2 separate regions of the Mus musculus genome follow, and region 1 is linked to region 2. The links are chromatin contacts, called in public HiChIP or PLAC-seq maps. All regions are on one chromosome and are shown on one strand. Each heading gives the region's core, a stretch centred on a gene start, on an enhancer-like site or on the middle of the called end of the contact. The rest is flanking DNA. Distances are from core to core; before and after follow the strand shown. Region 1 holds the start of Hcfc2 (host cell factor C2). Region 2 holds the start of Zfp938 (zinc finger protein 938).

What was found. HiChIP or PLAC-seq counts read pairs in DNA pulled down with a chosen protein or histone mark.
Region 1: an HNF4G HiChIP or PLAC-seq map of pancreatic cancer cells shows a contact between it and region 2. The contact joins the promoter of Hcfc2 here to the promoter of Zfp938 in region 2. A contact is called at or near these places in 2 of 39 promoter capture datasets (embryonic stem cells and stem cell-derived epiblast-like cells), 2 of 115 datasets of contacts at active chromatin or transcription factors (embryonic stem cells and pancreatic cancer cells) and 1 of 9 other capture datasets (embryonic stem cells).

Annotation. Positions count from the first base shown.
Region 1 is chr10:82,697,774-82,700,937 of GRCm38.p6, reverse strand. It overlaps Hcfc2 (host cell factor C2), which reads right to left and starts at 1,824. Exons shown (of 14, transcript NM_001368720.1): 1 at 1,632-1,824; 2 at 1-19. The coding sequence starts at 1,794.
Region 2 is chr10:82,239,506-82,242,703 of GRCm38.p6, reverse strand. Zfp938 (zinc finger protein 938) reads left to right here and starts at 1,429. Exons shown (of 4, transcript NM_001105557.2): 1 at 1,429-1,533. The coding sequence starts at 1,531.

The sequences.
Region 1 (3,164 bases), core at 575-3,074, 460 kb before region 2:
AGGAACCACTGGTTTGTAACTAGTTGAAAAATAAAATAAAATAAATTATAACAAGTTACCACACTCCATGAGTGATAAATATATTAGTCAAAGGATCTATACATATAATCAAAGAATATGTGTATATATACTTACATAATAATACATACATACATACATTCATGCATGCATATCCATCCTTTATTCCAACAGTTCTCAATTGGGGACTATTTTGCTCCCCCAAGAATACTGATTTTACAATGTCTAAAATCATATATAGTTGTCACAACTGGGATGGAGGTGTAACTACCAACCCATGGCTCGAGCCTGAGGATGCCAGCACGCATCTTACAACATACAAGGTAGTAGCCACAGCCAAAAATCACCAGTCCCAAAATGTAATAATGCTGCTGTTGAAAACCCAGATCTGGGGCAGGCACTGGTGGCACATGCCTTTAGTCCGAGTAAAGCACTTGGGAGGCCGAGGGGCTCATTGATCTCTGTGAGTTCGAGGCCCGTCTGGACTACAGAGCTAGTCTTAGGACAGCCAGGGCTACACAGAGAAACCTGTATTGAAAAAGGAAAAGAAAACCTGTTCTGCATCATTGTACTCTTAAAAAAAAATCCTGGTGTCACCCCCCATTAAAGAAGTGGAAAACCTGTGATTTAGAAAGACGTGGTAACTTTAATGCTGATTTAGAACAATTGCCAAAGCAAGATTCAAAACAGACCCAATTTCTTCTAAGCCCAGGGTATTTACACTATACCAAATCAAACATCTTCAAAACTTTTTCTGTTGGAGTACTGAGGAGAGTCAAAACTAACAAAATTTCTCCTACCGTTTTTAGCTTTTAGAGGACTACTGTGATCAAGTTGTTTCATCAAAGTTGTAGGTTGTGAACTAAAACGACACCAAATTCAGTATCTAGCCTTAACTAGTTTCCTATGATTGCTAGACTACTTGTAAGTGGAGAAAATATACTTTCAACCAGCACGGAGGTCAAGACCTGCCCCCTTAACAAGTGACACTTCGAGCTGTGCAGCGGTGCCTTAGCTATGACAGCCCCTTGGCGAGGACCAGCCCGGAAGGGCAGAGCACATACACTACAGACATCGGCTAATCAGAGACCAGTCCGCGTTCACCCACAACTCTCTCCGCCGCGAGTTTAGAGAACTGTCTTGCGGGCTTCCGCCCGGTACTAACTGTACCTACGCTGAAGAGGCAGCCAGGAGAACCTCCCCGCCCCTCAACTCTCTAGGTTCTAAGAAGGGGGCTGGGGGAAGGCAAAGACCACCGAGGCCCGCCTTGGGGTGGGTTTTGTTCTTGACACTGGCGGGATCTCCACCCCTTAAGTGACCGGCCCTAGGGTGGAGGCCCAGCCGTGGAACCCGCCGTCTCGGGTCCACGGGGAGGGATGGGCCGGGGTGTCTCGATGTCTACCGGTGGAGTCACGTCCAGCCCGCGGAACCGCGAGCACCGAGCCGCCTTCCAACACGTTGCGAGCTCGGGCTGCCGACCCAGCCGATCTTCCCCCGCCGCCTGCCCGGCTGGGGTAGCGGCGACCCGGCGGTGACAGCTGTCAGGCCCGCGTCCGCCGCTCCTCCCCTCCCCCTCCGCGGTCCCGAGGCGGGGTCGCCGAGCCGCCGCCTACCGGTATTGTAGACGTGCAGCTCGTCCGCGATGCCCTCGTTGCCCCCGCCGAAGATGATCATCAGCTCCCGGATGGCCACGGCTCGGTGTCCGTGCCGGGCGCGAGGCACCGGTCCGGTAAAGGAGGAAACCCGCCTCCAGTTGAGGAGGCTGGGAGCCGCCATCTTCCCAACCCCCGCCCCTCGGCCCACAATGCCCCGCGCGCCACGGGCTCCACGGCTCGTGGGGAGGACGAGCGCCGCCTCCAGCTGTGCGCGGGAGGCCCGGCACGTGACCCGCGGGCCCCGCCCCCCCAGCCCGTGGCGACGTGGCCCTCGGGGCTCCGCCAAGATGGAGCCCCTCCCGCCAACCCTGCCAACCCTCCTCTCTGTGGCTTTCAGTGGGGTGTTCGGGGAGGAGGTTACAGCTTTGTCCTTTAGGTCCACTTGGAGCATCTTCTGTGTAGGAGCGTCACGCCCTGGAAACTGTTATCACAGGCACTGGAGAAGAGCTGCCTGCCGTGTAGGTCCCAAGTGATGAGAGCACAGGGAGCGCCTAAGGCAAATCTGTCATCTCAAAGGAGGGTCTCCCAGACTGCAGGACAAGGACAGTGGACACGGTGGCTAAGTGCAGGGCCTGAGCACGGCTCAGATTTGGAGGTGACAAGCCTACACAGCAAAAGATAACCCCAAAGGTGATTTTCGGTTCATTTAGGTGTATTAGTTGTCTTGTTGCTGTGAAAAAATCCCCTGACAAAAACCTTTGAAGGACAGAAGGGTTTGTTTCCCCTCACTGAGAAGCCCATCATAATGAAGAGGCTTGGCTGGAAGTGGCTGGTGGAATTTCATCTGCAGAGAGCCACGGATGCTGGAACCGGGCTGCCTTATTATTTAGTCCAGGATGGCATCCCAGTTTATTTCTACCTTAATTTATTTCAACCTTACATCTATTCCCACCTTAATTAATCTGATCTAGATAACCTCATAGGCCTGCCCACGGGCTTGTCTCCTAAGTAAGTTTAGATAGTATCAAATCAGCAATATCGACCATCACAGCAGGTCATTATTTTCATGCGGAGGCTTCTTTTTATAGTGTTGTTAATATTCTTAGACAAAAAGACTAAGGGGGAAACCCTTAAAAGTTGCAAACTCAGTGTTAATTTGGAAAGAGTCTATTTTGTAGGCCTGCTATATCAAAGTGCCACAAGCCTTGTGCCTTGAAAGAGTTGAATGGCACTCAGGAGTAAGAGTTTGAGGCCAGCCTGGCCTACATGGTGAATAAACAGCCAGGGCTAAATGGAGAGACCCTGTATCAAAAAAACAAAAACAAAAACAAAAACAAAAACAAAACTGGGTTTGATTTCCAGCACCTACATAGCTGCTTACAATGGTCTGGAACCCTCTGTTCTGGGGGATCTACACCCTCTTCTGGCCACCACAGGTACCAGGTGGGTCTGTAGTTCATAGACATACCTGCTGGCAACGCACCTGTACTCATCAAAGAAAATCTTAAAAAAGAATAAACACATTAGAATTGTCTCACAGTTGGAGAGAAA
Region 2 (3,198 bases), core at 180-2,679:
TCAGGAAGTGGTGGCCTGCACTGAATTTTAAAAGTCCAGAATACGGAGGTTGTAAGACAGCATGATAATGATGCTTGGTGGTGAAATCCACCACCAAGAGTAAGGTCTGTCAGATGGAAGGCATGCAGGCAAGGGCCTTGTGGCCTGTACCATGCACACACACACACACACACACACACACACACACACACACCAGAGTAGGGGGTTTTTCATGTGTGGTTGTCATTTACCCAGAACCTGTGTGGTCATCCCAGTAGCATAAGCAAGTGTCATAGGTACAGAACAGCAATGTTGTGGACACATACATGACATCTAGCACCTTAGTCCCAATGGGAGTCACTGCCCAGATGTGTGATGACCAGCCTTCTAGGTCCCAGATCCTTATAGGTAAGAAGAGCACACAGTAAATAATTCCAGTCTCCAGTCTGGATTCTGTGTAAGCACAGCCTGAGCAGGCCTGAGGCAAAGTCTGTACAGAAAGACAGACCTTGACACATCCTGCAAAGGGTGTTACTGGACAGGTCCTCTTTTCATGATTCTTACTCCTTTCATCACAAATGTCTTTGCTTTCTGTCTTCCTTGATTTTCTTTTCTTTGCCAACTCAGAGTAGAGTTAGTTGCTTAATGTAAAAGAAATGCCTTGGAGATAATGTACAAATAATCTGCCTGAGCAGTACATCTTAACAAACTCGGTTAACATGAGCCATTGTGTTATGCAAGACATGCTAATCTCAAACTGTCTATATCTATCATCTGACCCTGGTCACCTCCTGTTTGGGAAGCCTAATTGTTTGCATTTGGTGCCATAAATCAAGTTTCTTGCATTTTATTTGTTTGCTTGTTTTGGTTTTTCCTGACTGTTCTGAAACTCACTCTGTAGACCAGACGTAAATGTTTTTATATCCAGCTTTCACCTCCCAAATGCTGACATGATAGGCCAGTGTCACCACAAAAGGCTGGGAAAGTTAATCTTTTGGCTACTAATGTGCAGTGGAGAGAAATGTGAGCAACATTACTGTAATTGCTAATGCCTGAATGGTGCGTATCAATTAGGTAGTTTAAGTTCGACTTGGACGGGCTGGGCGCCCATATAGCTGTGAAGCAGTGGGTTCACCCCCTGTACATTGTTTAATGGTCATTGCAAGCTAGAGACCCTCTCCTGTGCCTACTCGAAGGAAGAGTGTCTACTGAGTGTAGGAAAAATGTGGGGACAACTTTGCAGTTCAGGCTCAAGTTCTACTGCAGTGCCAAACTCCTCAGGTCTGGGGCAGTTCTGTGCCTGAGGTGGAAGCCAGGGCTGGAAACATCAGTGCAATCTGTCACTGTGGGAGCTGTTCCTGTCACTCAAGCCTCACTAGCCAATCAGGGACTCCAGATGGACCGAGCAGTTAGAATGGGGAGAGCACTTCCGGTCCGCCATACTGCAGTCTTGGCTGAGGCTCTGTGGAAGTCGGCTGTGATTCCGTGTGCTTTGATGTGATCTGTTGCCGGGAGCTGGGAGGAGAGTTGTGCGAGTTTGCAGCCTGCGCCATGGTGAGCTGGATCGCTGTCCAAATGCGGGGCGGATCCGCGGGGCCCCTGTGGTGTTTGTCCAGGGGCTGCGGGGAATCAGCGTCAGGTGTTTCTCTGTTTGTTCACTTGAGTTCCCTGCACCTCCCTGAATGACCTCCTTGAGTTCCACCCCCTGCTCCGACTATGGGGAGCTCGGAGCCCTTGTGGGAAAACATCCCTGATGCTGACGTCACCATGCAGTGAGCGCCTCACTTGCTTTTACCGTCTCCAGGAAAGGCAGATTTTCTGACAGGCAGAGCTCTAGTTTCTCTGTGCCCTCTAAAGTTCTGCACCAGGCACGTGACATTCGGGTGTAGCATCCATCGCAGTTAACTGTGCGCAGTGTAAGGTCTGTGTCATTAACACATTCGCATGTGGATGCCACGGTGGTCCAGTCACGTGTGTTAGTAAGGCCAGACTCACTGTGTTCCCCTGCCTAAGTTGTCAAAATTGACACAATTTTAATGGTGTGGGTTTTTTCCTTCTCATATTTTGTCGATCTTTCTATTCTTCCCCAGGAAGTTGTTTTTTATTAGATTGTTTGCTTGGTTTGGTTGGTTGCTTGTGTATGGGGGTTTTGTTTGTGTTTTGTTTTGTTTTGTTTTGAAGCAGGATTTCTCTGTGTAGACTAGGCTGGCCTGGAACTCACAGAAGTACAAATGTGCCTCTCCTTCCCAAGGGCTGGGATTAAAGGTGTGGGCCACCACTGCTTAGCTACAATATAGCCCTTATTGCAGTTGTATTTGACAATTGAAGTCAGAGAATGTCACTGTGTGTACTGTATATATTCAATCTTTTGTTAACCAATTTTCATTCATGAGTACTGAATACTGTTTCTCATCTGCTTTCTGTTGTTGATAGCTTAAATTGTTAGACTTTTCATTGGGTCTATGGATCCATAGCTTAAAATCCATATGATAGTGATATAAGAGCCAAGATGGCAGGAAACCACATAATTACTTTCTAGTCAAGGTTTAGCTCAGCTCCCTGCTAAGGCAAGTCCATCCCAGTATACCCCTGAGCCTTTTTCATGAGGAGCTTTTAAGCACAAAAAACCATGTTGACAACATGAGTAAGGTAGTACATGTAGAGACTATCCCATAACTTTGGACTTTGATGGACTAGGCCTTTGTGTTTTTTTGTTGGCAGATGGTACTGTCTCTGTGTTGAAGTTACAGCTTGAATGGTACTGTCATCATAGAGTCAGGGCCCTTGTTACATTCCCCACTGGTCTTAGTGAATGTGTCAAATCATGATTTCATCCTATTTTAGTTTAAGATGTAGGACCCCACTGTTAATCCAATCAGAATGAAAATTAAAGGCTCAGTCAGTGCCAAAAGCAGAGTAGTTAGCCAGAGGACCAAGAAAATGGAGACAAGTATCAATTTTATCCCTAACCATGGCAGTAATTCTTAAATTAGTTCTGGTTAAATAGCATAGAAACAATAGGGGTTTTTCCCCAAAGCCAGACATAATTTCTTTTCTGTCAGAAGAAGTAAGTTGAAGCCTTTTCAATTTTGTAGGATCATTTCTGTAAGGGACTCTAACTGTTGTTTTAATAGAAACATTTTAATAGCATTAGCTCTTGATCAACCTGTGTACTTAGTTTGTAAAGGATCAAAAGAGATATATTTAGTCAAGCCATTA